2 separate regions of the Sus scrofa genome follow, and region 2 is linked to region 1. Evidence: chromatin contacts called from public HiChIP or PLAC-seq data. All regions are on one chromosome and are shown on one strand. Each heading gives the region's core, a stretch centred on a gene start, on an enhancer-like site or on the middle of the called end of the contact. The rest is flanking DNA. Distances are from core to core; before and after follow the strand shown. Region 1 holds the start of DDX50 (ATP-dependent RNA helicase DDX50). Region 2 holds the start of VPS26A (vacuolar protein sorting-associated protein 26A).

Region 1 (7,858 bases), core at 3,357-5,856:
GTATTTGGATCACTCACTCCTGACTGTTGGTTTTCAGGGGCCTTGACCAACGTACTGTGGCACTCCAAGATTAGCTGTGGCCACAAGGATATGCAAAACCCTGAGCAAAGTACCCAGAAGGGTAATCTGGATAGAAAAGCCATGTGAGGGAGGCACTGGTTTAAGGGGTGTTATAGCTTGAAGTCAGCATCAGTGAATGGAAGTTAGGAGAAAGATTTCAGCTCAGTATGAAGAACCTCCCATTAGACAAAACTCTCTGAAGATGACATAGGCAGTTTTGTAAAGTAATGAACTTCCCCTCATTTAGGACATTCAAGCAGAAGCTTGATGATCCCTTGACGGGTATGTTGCAGAGGTATTTCCACAACTAGATGGTGAAAGATTCATTGAAGATCCTCTGAAATACTGAGCTCACACAGATTCCTGGGTGTTGCTTCCAGTTCTCCATTTCTATACCTATCCCTGCCAATCCTTGGAAAAAGGAGTACCAACAGCTCTGTCTTGATCTTGGACCTGGACAAGTTTCTTAATACAGTGAGGAACCTAGAGTCTTTTATGGCTGGCTCTAGCCACACCTAGGGACCAATGAAATCCATCTAATTTTGCCACTGGATGCATTATGAAGCCTATGATGAAATTGATAAACTTGCCTTCTACAAAATACAAAATATGACCACAGATATTAAAGATGAATATACATGTTCTTAAATTGTTGTCTGGGAGATTATTCTCTACGAGAGGTGATTTACATTTTTTCCACTAATAATTTTTGCGTGTGGAAATTTTAGTTCTTGATTTCTCTTTCCCATTGCTATCACTAAGAGAAAACTGTTCTTTTGAAATGGCATGGTAACCCAAGCTTAGGAGTCAGATAAGTTTTTAAATCCTTGGTAGCTGTGTGATGGAGAAAGTTAAAAACTTATCTGATTTTTTTGTTTTTCTCATCTGTAAAGTAAGATAGTAAGAAAATCTACTTTATAGGATTGTTTTAAGATTTGACGATAATCTACTGAAAGTGGCCAATGCAGAGGCACATAATATTGTTATATGTATGTATATTTTTATATACTTATTCACAAAACTTGCCTAATAAGTAAAGAACATGGCTTACTATATAAGTCCCCTGTTTTTGCCAGGTTATCTGGAATTCTTCCATTTAAACATTCAGTCCGGAGTTCACGTCGTGGCGCAGTGGTTAACGAATCCAACTAGGAACCATGAGGTTGCGGGTTCGATCCCTGGCCTTGCTCAGTAGGTCAAGGAGCCGGCGTTGCTGTGAGCTGTGGTGTAGGTCACAGACGCGGCTTGGATCCCAAGTTGCTGTGGCTCTGGTGTAGTTGGGTGGCTACAGTTCGGATTCGACCCCTAGCCTGGGAACCTCCATATGCCGTGGGAAGCAGCCCTAGAAAAGGCAAAAAGACAAAAAAAAAAAAAAGATTCAGTCCTATAGATTATGATTATAGAAAGTATCTAATAAAAATCCAGAGTTGCCTGGGGAGATATTATGCCTTTGGCAGTTAATGCCTTATACTATAAATGGGAATAAAATCTGCGAAGCATGGGCTTACTGCAGATATTCATATAATGTGAGATCCTGTTCATCCTTTTTCATCTGGGATCTCAGACCCATAGAATCCTTGAGAGTAGCTGGCTTGTGTAAACCATTTTCAGTACTTGAAAAATCCTGATAGAAATTGTACATTCCCTTTGTCTAACCCCTTGCTAACATCAGTTTCTCTGCCAGTGGCTGAAATTACACCTGCTCAGCAATGCAACCCTATCACATGCTGGCGTGACATTGCTAAGCTTCAGTTGTGTCTTATTCGTGTATTAGAAGAATGATCATGAATCAGTGATTACTAAATGCAGTTTAGCAGACAGAATGTTTCAAAGTGTCACATTTGTGATTAAAAAAAAAAAAAACAATGGAAAGAGCGGTAGCAGTAAAAAGATTGGGATCAACTGCATTTTGAGAACCCATCCTATAGCTACCTGAGGCTTTTAAGGGATGGGGAGTGGAGAAGAGAGACATGGGAGTCATGAAACAAGAATGGTTATATATCAAAAACAAACTCAGGACTATCTTGCTAGCCTCTCATTTGAAACCTTAGAAGCATGTTCCCTTTTCAGCAGTAGCAGATTCCATTTCTCAGGGAATGGTGCCCTTTTCTGTGACTATTCCTTTCATCCACTGTTATTCAAAGGACCTACAAAGTAATTAGTAATTAAAGAAACAGACCTCCTTCCAAAGGTTAAACATTTAAAAAGCTTTCCCAAATAATTTAAATTAGGAGCTAGATACATACGTAAATATACACACACTAAATGAGTTCAAAGCTGTCTCCACAGTCAAAACCTGGAGCTAAAGGTAGGAATATACGCACCTCTGTATATCGTCTCTTTAGTACTGTTATATCAGGGGATCCCCCATATTTCTCTCAGCTACCAACAGGGAAGGAATTTTTGCCCCACTTTACTAACAAAAAAATGGGTTTTAAAGTTTAGTTGGCCAAGGTCATGTGGCTAGCAATAGAAGAAATATCCTTCTTGGTCCCTCTTTCATATTCTCCTTACTTAGTAGTCTCAGCACTCACTCTCTACCTCCAATATCTCTCAATCAATTTATAGCTATCTCAAATTATTTCCATGTCATAACATTTTAAAATGATGGCTCAATTCCTCTTGTTAAGTAAGATAGATATGCAGATTCAAAATGTTTCTTTTTACCTTTTACTTTCTAACTATGGAATAAAAATTAAATTTAGCCCTCTAGGTTTGAGAATGACCAGAGAGAGGCAAGTTTATAGACATCTTGTTTCTATATTTTAAGGTCATAGAGTTTAATGATCTAAAACCAGAGGCAAGGGAAATCTTTATAGGACGTTGCAACAGAGCAAAAGATGAGGCACCCTAACAAACTGAGAAAGAAATTGTATCAGTGATTCTGGCAAGATATTTAGAAAACAAAGATTTTTCTAATAAGAGCAGATTTTTAGTTACTTGTACGTTTTAATAATTTATGGTACACCTTCATGTTCCTCCCAGTATATTTCATCATCAGTATCAATCTCTTGAGACTTAAAGAGGGACCAAATGTGAAAAAAACAGTTATTCATTTCCTCATCTCCATTCCAAAGTTTTCAAGTTTATACCCATTGAGAACATGTATTTAGCGGTACCCCTATTTTAGCTAAGCTACAGTTTCGTCAAGTTACTTATGACTCAGTTTAATTTACATACAATTGCCCTGCCTAACATAGACAGCAACCAGAGTTTTGAGTCAATGAATTTGGTGCTTAGGAAGGTAGGGTTTTGTACAGTCTTGTCCATTTTTCAGATATGCTGTATGACCTCTGACATAAAAACGAATGCTAAAAATAGTCTTGAGAGGCTAAAATATACTTCATCTGTGCTTTTCAACAACATACTAACATTTATTTCTATTATTATCCCAATTTTATACATGTGACATTCTTAGCCACATCTACTCCTGTGTTTTCTATGTACATCACAGCCTGTTGCAGGGCTACAAAGACTTCACAGTGATAGAATTGGTAGTGGGTGTGAGAGAGTGGGACAAAAATGTTTTAAAAAAGCACAGATCTAGAGATGCCTAGCTAGTCTCATAATCTAGGGAGAGAGATGCATTTTTCACTATCATTGACTGATACTCAATTTGTTGATAGTACTGAATCCATAAGGTAACATTTAGATAGACATATCACCTTTGACTTCAGGCCAATCCATAATTATGCAGGCCTGTAGCAATTACAAGCTTAACCTTTGTGCTTTCAGCTATTCAGGACTAATTCCCAAACTCCATGACATGTAGCAATCTGAAATTTTGCTAAGAGGTAAATTTGATGTTCAGGTTACAAGGCTGGTGTGCTGGATACTGTCAAGGGGTTTGTGAAATACCCCTGCACCTACGTCTCAATTTGACTTCTTGCTTTTCACTCAAAGAGTAGCTTGGTTGAAGAGATCATGAAGAGATAAAAAGAAACAGCTCAGAAAAGGGAGCCAACCATCCAGCACCAATGATGTTAAAAAAAAAAGGTATATGCTAAGGAGTTTGCCCCTTGTAGTATCAAAAGGTTTCTAGTTTTGTTCAAAGTTGTAATTTAGGAGCAGTTATCCCCGTAAGTAAAATCCTTTTATTCGCTGCAAATAAACAATTTGTCAGTGACATTCAGGCTTGTTTTCTCTAAATTTCTTTAGGTTTTTTTTCTACTTATTATTCTATGTTCATGGGAGCAGCTTTGGGAACCTTAAAGCTTGCAGGCTGGTGTGGCAGAGAAAAGACTGATTTCCTACTCGACTGTGCCACCAACTCTGAGACTACAGACAAGTAAATCCCTCTTAGGGGATTAGTTTCCTCTAATGGCAAATGGGGAGGGTGGAAAGGATCTACAGTAAGCAAGGGCCAACTTCCTTACTAAAACTTAAGACTTGAGAGAAGGTTGACACGGCCTAGCCTTCACCCCAAGCGCACCTAGCCCACTCCAGACCCCAAGACGCCCCTTCCCACCAACGCCGGGACGCTAGTCTCGCGCGAAGCCGTTAGACGTTAACGCCTCACCCCGCAATGGGTGGGGCTGATGCCTGCAGCTTCCGGCGGCGGGAGGCAAGGCCGAGCGTGGCGCGCCTCATCGGTTCTCCCGCCAACCCGCGGAAGGCGTGAGCCCCTCTCTGCTGCACTCGAGGGGCTCTCCGGCCCCAGCATTGCATGCTGGGAAGCCCGGAAGCATCTCCACTTAGCCGAGAAGAGCTATTAGGAGTGGGGGAGGGGAAGGGGGGAAAACCTGAACTTTTTATACTAAACAGTTTGCGCATCTTTTATAGAGATTGGTCAGGGTTTTACTCTAGAAGCCAATCACTTCAGAACAAGGGTGGACCAATCGAGAAGGCTCGCTTTCACTGGCTGGGAGACTGTGTCGCAAGGGAAGCGTTTAAAACGAGAGTATCCGGGATTATTTTCCCCCGCCGGTCGGTGCGTGTCCCGGAAGTGACGCAAGGCTCTGGCCGGTCGGCCGCCCTGCCCCCTCTTCCTTTCACGCTGTCGCTGCCTGTAGGTGGTTGTGGCCACCGTGCCCAGGAGGAGGCGACTGCGGCGAATGATGCCTGGGAAACTTCTCTGGGGGGACATTATGGAGCTGGAAGCACCCTTGGAGGAGACCGAGAGCCAAAGGAAGGAGAGGCAAAAGGTGCGCTGAGATGGGCCGCGCCTCCTTTTGGGCTGCGCCGGCTTGGGCGGGGAGGGGAGTCTCCCCGATGGCCTGTCACAACCCGGTCGGAGCATCCGAGGGCCTCTCTTCGCGCTGCCCTCGTACCTCTGAGGTCGCTCCGGGACCATTCCCACCGCCACACCCCTAACCTGGAGAAGGGCTTCGGCCCGGCCTCCCGTGGTCCTCCAGTCGTTCTCATCGGCGCCTACGAGATGGGCAGACTCAAGTTCTCATCGTGGAATCTGTTATTTCTTTCCTCTCCTTCCTTAAGCAGCGAGGCCTGTCATTTGGTTCTCGTTGGCCGTCTAGAAGATGATTAAGAAAAAATGATTGCTTTGAATAAGTGTTCCTTCTCCGTCATCCTGTCCTGTATGCGAGAATCTTGGGGAAAGCGATCTTAGGTTTACAAACCTTGATAACGGGTCAGTGGAGTAGTGAAGAAAAGTGTCACAGCCAACGTTGCCAGGATTTGGCTGTGATGGAGATCGTGTGGGTTGTATTATTAATAGCCTTTTCTGATAGTATTTTCATTCAATTCACAAATATTTATTGAGCCTAATTTATGCTAGACTCTTTGCTGGGCATCTCGGTGGTCCCTGCCCTCAAGGAGCCTGTTAGAAGAGTTGTAGAGACTTCCCGCTCCACCCCTCAAAAGAAAGAAAGAAATCTAGAGAAAAGGAAACAGCTTTAGAAGGTAAAGAAGCAATTCGAAAGCTGACATTTGACAAAAGAATGGCTGTATAGTTCCAGAGAGCAGAGAACCTACTCTTCTGACCTTATTACCAAGGTAAACTTGCCATTCTAGCCAAGGAGTTAGTATTTTCTATTGTGGTAAAATACACACACCATAAAATTTACCATTTTAAAATATACAGTTTTGTAGCATTAAACACATTCACACTGTTCTGTAGCCATTATCTTCATTCATCTCCAGAATTTTCTTCATCCTCCCAAACTCTGGGTGTGTTAAACACCAGCTCCTCATTGCCCCCTCTCCTGGCATCTACCATTCTTTCTGTCTCTGAATCTGACTGCTCTAGATAAGTCATGTAAGTGAAATCACCAAGCAGTTATTTTAATTTTGCTTCTAAAATACTTGGTCTTCTTTTAGCATCCAAATCCTATCCCTCTATCAAGGTTTAGTTTATGCCTATTAAAACCACGCCACTGTACACACAGTAATCTCATTCCCCCTTGGATTCTTTTTCCAGTGCTATCTTTCTCATACAATTAGCCTTTATGTACTTCCTTGTGAGGTTTTTTAAATTTTTATTTTATTTTTGTCTTTTTAGGGCTGCACCTGTGGCATATGGAAGTTCTCTGGCTAGGTGTTGAATTGGAGCTGTAGCTGCAGGCCTACCCCACAGCCACAGCAACACCGGATCCTTAACCCACTAAGGCCAGGGATCAAACCCACATCCTCATGGATATTAGGTTCATTACCACTGAGCCACAATGGGAACTCTTATGTACTTTCTTGTAAAGTTAGTTCAGTCTTCTTGTGTGTATCTTTCCCAAATATTTCCCAAAGATTCTTGAGGGAAAAGACAGTATCTTTGTCTATGCTTGCATTTCACTATAATCTTGTAAATTGGTGGTTTTCACATTGTAATTTCTCCAGAAGTACTTGTTGATTTTCCTTTAATTATGAGAGATAACTAAAGATTTGGAAACAGGAGTTCCTATCGTGGCGCAGTGGTTAACGAATCCGACTAGGAACCATGAGGTTGCGGGTTCGATCCCTGGCCTTGCTCAGTGGGTTAACCATCTGCCGTGAGCTGTGGTGTAGGTCGCAGGCGTGGCTCTGATCCCGCGTTGCTGTGGCTCTGGTGTAGGCCGGTGGCTACAACTTGGTTTAGACCCCTAGCCTGGAAACTCCATATGCTGCAGGAGTGGCCCTAGAAAAGGCAAAAAAAAAAAAAAAAAAAAAAAAAATGGAAACAGTTTGGAGTACCAACTGATAGAATAGAGCAGTCAAATACTGATCTGGCATTGAGATGAAGGTGATTTTGGGTTTGGATATCTTGAGATATGGAACTGGGTCTTAGGTTCCCAGAACTGGAGTGCAAATGAGGAAGGAAGCCTGGAAGTGTGTGTTGAAGCCATGAAAATGGTATGAAAGTATACATAGAGAACAGAGACTTAAGGACATCTACTAAAGAAGAGAGAGGAACCATTGAAGAAGATAGAGGTAAGAGAATAAGGAGGAAACTGTGTGTCTCAGAAGCCAAGAAAATGGAGTCTGTCAAGCACTGTGAATCTGATGTGAAACTGTATTTCATCACCTTGGGATATTTCTGGGCTTGGACCTAAAGGTCTCATTTTACTTTGCAGAACCTCTGTGAAGTGCAAGGCCCAGAAGTAATTCAAAGCCCACGGCTGGTTCTATAAATAGTCTTGTTTTTGTATAGAACCTATTGGTTTGGGGAGATACGGGCTAGCTCACTTAACTATAGATCAAATGGTATAACATGCAACTGTATGACATATTAATGTAGTGTTCTGATGTTTACAAAGCATTTTCATATATTCAATTTTTATAACAACTCATTTTATGGATGAGAAAATTGTATATGAAAGTACTCTTTAAAAATTGTATAAATCAGAATTTCCCTGGTGGCTCAGCTGGTTAA
Region 2 (7,858 bases), core at 1,697-4,196, 220 kb after region 1:
AGGTGGAGTTCCCGTCGTGGCGCAGTGGTTAACGAATCCGACTAGGAACCATGAGGTTGTGGGTTCGGTCCCTGCCCTTGCTCAGTGGGTTAACGATCCGGCTTTGCCGTGAGCTGTGGTGTAGGTTGCAGACGCGGCTCGGATCCCGCGTTGCTGTGGCTCTGGCGTAGGCCGGTGGCTACAGCTCCGATTCCACCCCTAGCCTGGGAACCTCCATATGCCGCGGGAGCGGCCCAAGAAATAGCAACAACAACAAAAAAAAAAAAAAAAAAAAAAGACAAAAGACAAAAAAAAAAGAAAAAAGAAAAAAGGAAAAAAAAGGTAACCATCCTGATGAGTGTAAGGTAGTATCTTGTGGTTTTGATTTGCATTTCTCTGATGATTAGTGATGTTGAGCACTCTTCATATGCTTGTTGGACATTTGTATGTCATCTTTGGGGAAATCTCTATTCAAGTTTTCGCCCATTGCTTAATCAGTTCACTTGATTTTTGGTTACTGAGTTGTAGGAGTTCTTTTGTGTTCTGGATATTAAGAATATATATATATATTTTTTTTTTTTTTGTCTTTTTAGGGCTGCACCCATGGCATATGGAGGTTCCCAGGCTAGGGGTCCAATGGGAGCTGTAGCTGCTGGCCTACAACACAGCCACACCAACGCAGGATCTGAGTGGTGTCTGCAACCTATGCCACTGCTCACGGCAACACCAGATCCTTAACCCACTGAGCAAGGCCAGGGGTCAAACCTGCAACCTCATGGTTCCTAGTCAGATTTGTTAACCATTGAGCCATGATGGGAACAAGAATATATGTTATTGAGCTATAGGAATTCTTTAGATATTCTGGATATCTTATCACATATATGATTTGCAAATATTTTCTCCTTTCCATAGGGTGTCTTTTCATTCTGTTGTGTCCTTTGATGCATAAAAGTTTTTAAGTTTGATGCAGTCTCATTTGTCTATCTTTGCTTTTGTTGCCTGTGCTTTTGGTGTAACAGCCAAGAAATCATTGTCAAGTCCAATGCCATGAAGTTTTTCTTCTGTGTTTTCTTCTAGGAGTTTTACAGTCTTAGGTCATACATTTAGGTCTTTAATCTGTTTTGAATTAGTTTTTGTATATAAGATACAACTTCATTCTTCTGCATGTGGATACCCAGTTTTCCCCAGACCATTTCTTGAAGATACTGTCCTTTCCCCACTGAGTCATCATTGCACCTTTGTCAAAGATCATTTTACCATATATGAGAGGACTTTTAAATTTTTTTAATAGATTTTTTTAGAGCAGTTTTATCCCAGCAAAACTGAGCAGCAAGTACAAAGTTCCCATGTATCCTCTGTTTCCCTCCACATGCTAAATACCCTTTTACTTTCCTGAAGTGAACAAAGATTACACATATTAAAGCTTTCCTCTTGGAGTAGCCGTCATGGCTCAGTGTTTAAAGAATCCATCTAGGAACCATGAGGTTGTGAGTTTGATCCCTGGCCTCGCTCAGTGGGTTAAGGATCTGGCATTGCCATGAGCTATGGTGTAGGTCGCAGGTGTGACTCGGATTCTGTTTTGCTGTGGCTCTGGCGTAGGCCGGTGGCTACAGCTCCGATGTGACCCCTAGCCTGGGAATCTCCATATGCCTCGGGAGCAGCCTTAGAAAAGGCAAAAAGACAAAATAAATAAATAAATAAAACTTTCCTCTTTTCAAATGCATGCATTTAGAGCTACAGATTGCCCTCTAAACAATATTTCAATGTATCCCATAAATTCTGTTGTCTTTTCAATATCTTTTAAACTATTTTAAAATTCCTATTGAGATGTCTTCTTTGACATAGAACTACAGAACTCTGTAGCTTAGCTTCCAAGTATTTGTGGATTTTCTGGCTATCTTTTTGTCACTTCTAGTTTAATTCTGTTGTGGTTACCGATATACACCAAGACATATTCCAAACCTCTTAAATTTGAGACTTACTTTATGGCCCTGCCTCATAAACTTGACAGTGTTTTGTTATGATGAGATAATCTGCCTTCGGACTGTCATTTTTTTTTTTTTCCTGCTTTGGTTCTGTATAGAGTGCACTATGGTACTTCAACACTAAATCTGAAATGCTACAGAATTCCACTCAGGGGCAGGTCTAGGCTTACACAACAGTGATCTAGATGCGGTTAAAGCCTGAGTATTTCTGAGCAGTAACATCCGACTTTTTTTTTTTTTTTTTGATAGCGAGTGATGCAAAAATTCCCGGGCCAGGGATCGAACCCGTGCCATAGCAGCGACCACGCCTGTTGCTTAACCCACTGAGCCATCAGGTAACTCCACACTGGACTTTTTAGAACAGCTTTCCTCACGGAAAGGCAGGGTGGTACAAATGATCTGTGAGCCCTCCACACCTCGGCGTGGATAGTTCATGAGTTATCCGTGAAACAATGGATGTAGTAACTTCTATTTTTTTTGTCTCTTCAGAGGTGATAAAGCCTAGTTCTCAAAACCCAGAAGCTCTTTGAGGGAAAGGAAGGAAGCTAGGTAGAGTTCGAGAAAGTGGAAGAATGCCTCATCCCCGGATTGAAAGAGCACATCTCTTTTCGAAGCCTAACCTAGCAGAACCTCGGGGAAACAACTCCCATTCAACTCCGCGGCCCAGTAACCCACCCGCAGAGAGTGTCTCCCGCACCAACCTTTTCTTGATCCTTCCTTCTTTCCCAGCTGCTCAAACTTCCTCAGAGAAGACGGTAGTATGGGAAGCAAACCCTGGAGGAACAACAAAGCGCTGAGCCCCAGGGAAGCCGATGTCCGCCCTGGACCCTCCCACTTGACGCTGTCTCAATGACTCCGCCCCTCCGCCGTGGGGTGGAGCACGAGGCCGCGCCTCCAAACCGCCCCGCCTCGGAGGGCCAGGCCGGCCAGTAGGGCGGGGCGAGAGGCGGGAGGCGGCCTGTGCTGGGGGAGGGGAGGCAGAGAGGGGGGGTCACGTGCAGCCGCGGCCCGAGATCACGTGACGGGGCGCCGGGGCGGAGGGAACCCGGGCTGGGAGTTCTCCTGAGAAAAGAAGAGTGAAGTGGGGGGACGCGGCGGCAGCGGCGCTGACAATGGTGAGTGCGCGGCGTATAGCGCGCTCGCCTCCAGCCCTCGCCCCAGAGCGCGCGGCGGGCCGGCCAACGGCTGGCCCAGTATCGCGGGAGGGCTGCGGGGAGCAGGAAGGGGCAGGCGGGCAGGGCGGGGAACCGGGTTAGGCCTGTCTGGCCGCCGCAGGTCGGGGAAGAGCGGGCTGCGCCGCTTCTTCCCGGTCTCGGCGAGGCCCGAGCACCTGCGGGTGGCGCCGCGTTCTCTTGGCCATGTCGGAGCCTGTGCCCGCGTTCCTTGACCGGCTGTGGGGGCCTTGGCTGGGTACTCGCACCCCGCCTCTGCGGGGGCCCTCTGCCGCCTCCCCTTCCAAGGTAGCCAGTCCCTCTGCTTCTCCTGGGCAGCCCCGCTTCCTTTCAGATGGAGTGATCCAAGAGCCCCTCGGTTCCACAGTCGGGGGGGACTTGGTCGCTCTGGTCCAATGTGTCATGAGCTTGATAAACTCCGTGATTTTTTTTTTTTTTAACTTGCGTATGGTGATATGAGGCGATTTCCTGACCCCACTTCAGCCTCGATGTTGACACTTGTAGAACGGGAGAGAAAAAGAAAAGGATATTGAAGGGAAGGACGCTTTTAATCCCAAAGACTCTAGTTTCGTGCTCGCTGCTTTGAGCTTTGGCTCTCCTTTCCTTCAAGCCATTTCTGGAAACTTACCGCTTTGGGATGTTGAAATGGCCTGGGGAGCAAAGGAGGGAGGGAAATCAGAGTACTCTCACTGCAGTTAGTGGGAAGCGCAAGCATGGGCACGATGGCGTTTAATTGTGTGTGTTGGCGATCGCCTCCAGATTGGATCTCATTTGGCTCGTTTTACGGTAGTGTTCGTTAAATCGTTTCACTTGGCGAGTATATGTTGCGCGCCTACTGTGTGCTCTCCCTAATAGTACCTGCTTTCCCAAAGCTCATCCGGTTCAGTAAACTGCTTGAGACTTTTGACTTAAAGACCAAGCTAGATTTATTAATTTTTTTTGTCTTTTGTTGTTGTTGTTGTTTCTATTGATTTATTAATTTTTTAAGTTACTTTGAATAAATAACTTTGAGTCAGAAATCGAGTTGTTTTAATTAAAAAAAGAAAGTGAGGACAGGCATGTTCTTTCTTAAACTTGCAGCCGTTTTTTCTTTCATTGAACAAATAATTACTGAGGTTCTCCCGGGGCCGCTGAGCAAGATTGAAACAGCCCTTGCTCTCTTGTAGCTTGCAGTCCAGAGGGAGATAAACATTTATTTGTGTAATCATTTGTTTAACATGTGTTAAAAAGGAGTACGGTAGGGCTGTGCCTAGTCAGGGAGTTAGAGAAGGCTTCTTTAATTGAATATAATTTGCAAAGAAAACTTAAAAGGCTATTTTTTGTTTACATTTAAAATTATTACTTTTAATAAACTTTTAAATTATGTTCAAGAGCAATTTTTATTGTCAAGTTACTCGTCAAATGATCAAATTTGTAAAGCTTTATAACACTGAAATTGGCACAGCTGTAATATATGTATGAAAATTTGCTGTTTCATTGCTTGTGTATGGGCTAAATGAATAAATTTTGAGAGCCTCTCTTGCGTCTCACCTTCAGTTACATTTCTTTATGTCTACTGGATGTAGTGAAATTTCTTCAGTGAGGGCTAAAAACTTTGTGCTTTAACATTCCCACATGTAGTTTTGCTGGATGGTAATGCTCAATATTGGGCTTAGGAATTACATGAAAAATCTTAAATTAACCCAACAGCAGTAATAGGACGTTTAGAACACAATTAGAAAACTATTAAAAATTGCTCTAATATTTTAATAGTCATATATATTGCCCTCTAGTTAAAGGCCACCTAAGAGTTTTAACGTGTATATTGCATAGTATTGTGTAGTATTGCTCCTGAAAAATCCTATATTCTGAATACTCGCTTGAAGATACCTTTTCCAGAAGAACTTGGTAGTTTTTCTCCTAAAAGATCTCAAAACTGCCTTCTATAGTTTCAGCAAAAGTCTATGTTAATGCTTCCTAACCTTCTTTGCCACTTTTATTCTATTTCCTTCCAGTCTGACAGTTTCGTAGTTTTTTTCTCTCTTTATATCAGGAGAAGTATTACAGTTTGATTGTGAATAAATTAAGAACAATTTTAATTTGTGACTTTCTGTTTGAAATGACAGAAGATGCACATCTTGAAATAAAAACTTTAGAAACAGGACTTTGGGTAGAGAATCTTTCAATTCCTTTTAGAAAGAAAACAAAGTTTTTTCTCTTGGTAATTGTAAGACATCCACAAGTTTCTGGAGGCTTTTAGTAGGGCTGATTCATTTTTGATGTGTCCTAATGATAAAAACTGGATGTTAACCCAGTACTAAACTCTCATGGTGTCATTAACGTAACCTTGTTAAAGTGCTGCAGTTTACATTCAACCTTTTGTTCTGCATGTGCTATACTAGGCTTTTTTTTTTTTTTTAATACCTTCTGATCTCTGCCTAATGTTTAGATTGTGTTGAAAAATAAGTCAACTTTTAATTTTTAGTTAGGAGATACTTCATGCATACAAAAAAATAATAGAGGATAACCACATAGTTTTTACATATTTTTAATGTCTAGGAATTTTTAACTTTTACATATGGTGTCAAAATAAGACTTATTGTTTAATTATAGTTGTGTTAATCGTGAAGTCTTAGCGACTCAAGTCTGTTTTAAACCATTTTAATTGGTGGCAATTTTGATTATTTTTGATTACTTGATCTTTTAACATAGGCTTTCAAATCCCAAGTTCAACTCTACGTGTTAAATATATGTATATGGAGAAAAATTACCATAGTATTTCCTTTTATCTGTAAAACAATTTTTATAGTTTTTAAATCTCATTTTTCCTAGAACCAGCTCTGGGAGTTATTAAGGGGGAATGAGAAAAGTAAATATTATTTTCCTGCTTCTGTTTTATAATTCAAATTTTGAGACTGTCCTCTTCTACCCTTTCGGAATTGTTCCTCACTGCAGCAGCCCTCCCCCACTCCTCCACTGCTTTGCTGGCTCAGTGCTTTTGCACATGGTGATTAGTAAATATCAGGGAACTGATTTTGAGCTGCTATACAATCTGGTATTTGTAGCCCTTAGGAGAATGTATACCATTTTGAGCAAGTTGTGAGTGCCAGGTTTGGGGTATGAAAGCTAACTAGGAAGGGACAGTGCGTGTGTGCTATCATTGATGTCTTTCATTCTAAATTAGTTCAGAATTAAAATTGATCTTGTTTGTAATATTGCCAGGAAAGATGAAAACATCTTGTCAAAAGGAAAATTTGCTATTTGTGTCTTTGGAGATGGCAAAAGTACCAATTGGCAACTCTGAGTTTATTTCTTGAAATTACAATTAATAAAAACAAGGAAGCGTAGAATTTAGGAAAACACTATCTCTTTTGATCATGGGATCACCGTGTCACTCACATAGTCTTAGGAGTATCATTAATTAGCTTGTTTGCTGTTACTCTGCCTCCTGAGGACAGAACTGAGCCTTAACCCAAGTTTCTTGCTCTAGTCTTTGTTATTGCACCAATGCTAAATAACTTCCTGGAGGAGGGCTAGTTTTGCCAGACATGTCAGTTTTAGCTCATTTCTTTTGTGTATCCATTTATTTTTTTTATTATCCGGACAGAATGTGTTTTACTTCGAATTAATACTCAGTGGGTATTTGAATGCTTTCTACTAAATGCCACATACTGCTCTGGCCACTGTGTCTTCGGTGTTGAACAAAAAATAAGATATTTGTTCTCATGACACAGTTCACTTGGGGAGTCAGGTACTAAATAAGTAAATTATAATAAATGATAAAGTAAAACTACATGGCATGTGAAACCTAAATTTGGAGAATTCAATTTTGATCAGGAAGTTAGGGAAGGCCTCTTTGTGGAGACGAGTCAAATTGAGACTCAAAGGATGAACCAGTTAGGTTAAGGGTACTTGGTCTAGGACGAGAAGAAGACTGGCAAATCTGATGAACTTGGATCATTTGAGGCTGGTTTGGCTGGAGGGATGAATAGAGCCAGATGTGTATTGGCTACATGAGGAAATACAGTGTATGTTTAAAATAACACTTCATTAAAGTAAATGTTAGCTGTAGAAAACCGCACAGGTAAGCGTACAGCTTGATGAATTTTCACTAAGTGAATATACTAGAGTATCAAGCTCTTGGATAAAACCAAACAGACCGGAGTTCCTGTCGTGGCTCAGTGGTTAACGAATCTGACTAGAAACCATGAGGTTGTGGGTTCAATCCCTGGCCTCGCCCAGTGGGTTAAGGATCCAGTGTTGCCATGAGCAGACGCGGCTCGGATCCTGCATTGCTGTGGCTGTGGCGTAGGCTGGTGGCTACAGCTCTGATTAGACCCCTAGCTTGGGAACCTCCATATGCTGCTGGTGCAGCCCTAGAAAAGGCAGAAAGACAAAAGAAAAAAAAAAAAGAAAAAGAAAAAGAAAAACCAAACAGACCATTACTATCATCCCAGAGCTTTCTTCCAATCACTTCCTGATTTCTAATACTCCGGTAAAGTACATTATGTATTTTTGATTTTTTAATAAATGGAATAATGTGAAATTCATCTTTGTTTTCTGTAGTTATAAGTCATTCCGTTGTCTACTGTATGAATATAGACTAAAATTTATGTATCCTCTTGTTGATAAATATTTGGATAATTTTGTAATTGGGGCAGTTAGGAATAATAGTATTATGAACATTGTATTTGTCTCTTGGTTTATGTGTGTAAATTTCTCCTTCCTTCCTTCCTTCCACTT

What was found. HiChIP or PLAC-seq counts read pairs in DNA pulled down with a chosen protein or histone mark.
Region 2: an H3K27ac HiChIP or PLAC-seq map of alveolar macrophages shows a contact between it and region 1. The contact joins the promoter of VPS26A here to the promoter of DDX50 in region 1. A contact is called at or near these places in 1 of 5 promoter capture datasets (liver), 3 of 47 Hi-C or Micro-C datasets (heart right ventricle, liver and skeletal muscle) and 1 of 2 datasets of contacts at active chromatin or transcription factors (alveolar macrophages).

The regions. Positions count from the first base shown.
Region 1 is chr14:71,984,531-71,992,388 of Sscrofa11.1, forward strand. DDX50 (ATP-dependent RNA helicase DDX50) reads left to right here and starts at 4,607. Exons shown (of 16, transcript XM_005657388.3): 1 at 4,607-5,204. The coding sequence starts at 5,115. It overlaps STOX1 (storkhead-box protein 1), which reads left to right. Exons shown (of 4, transcript XM_001928627.5): 4 at 1-709.
Region 2 is chr14:72,207,540-72,215,397 of Sscrofa11.1, forward strand. It overlaps VPS26A (vacuolar protein sorting-associated protein 26A), which reads left to right and starts at 2,947. Exons shown (of 9, transcript XM_001925999.7): 1 at 2,947-3,079. The coding sequence starts at 3,077.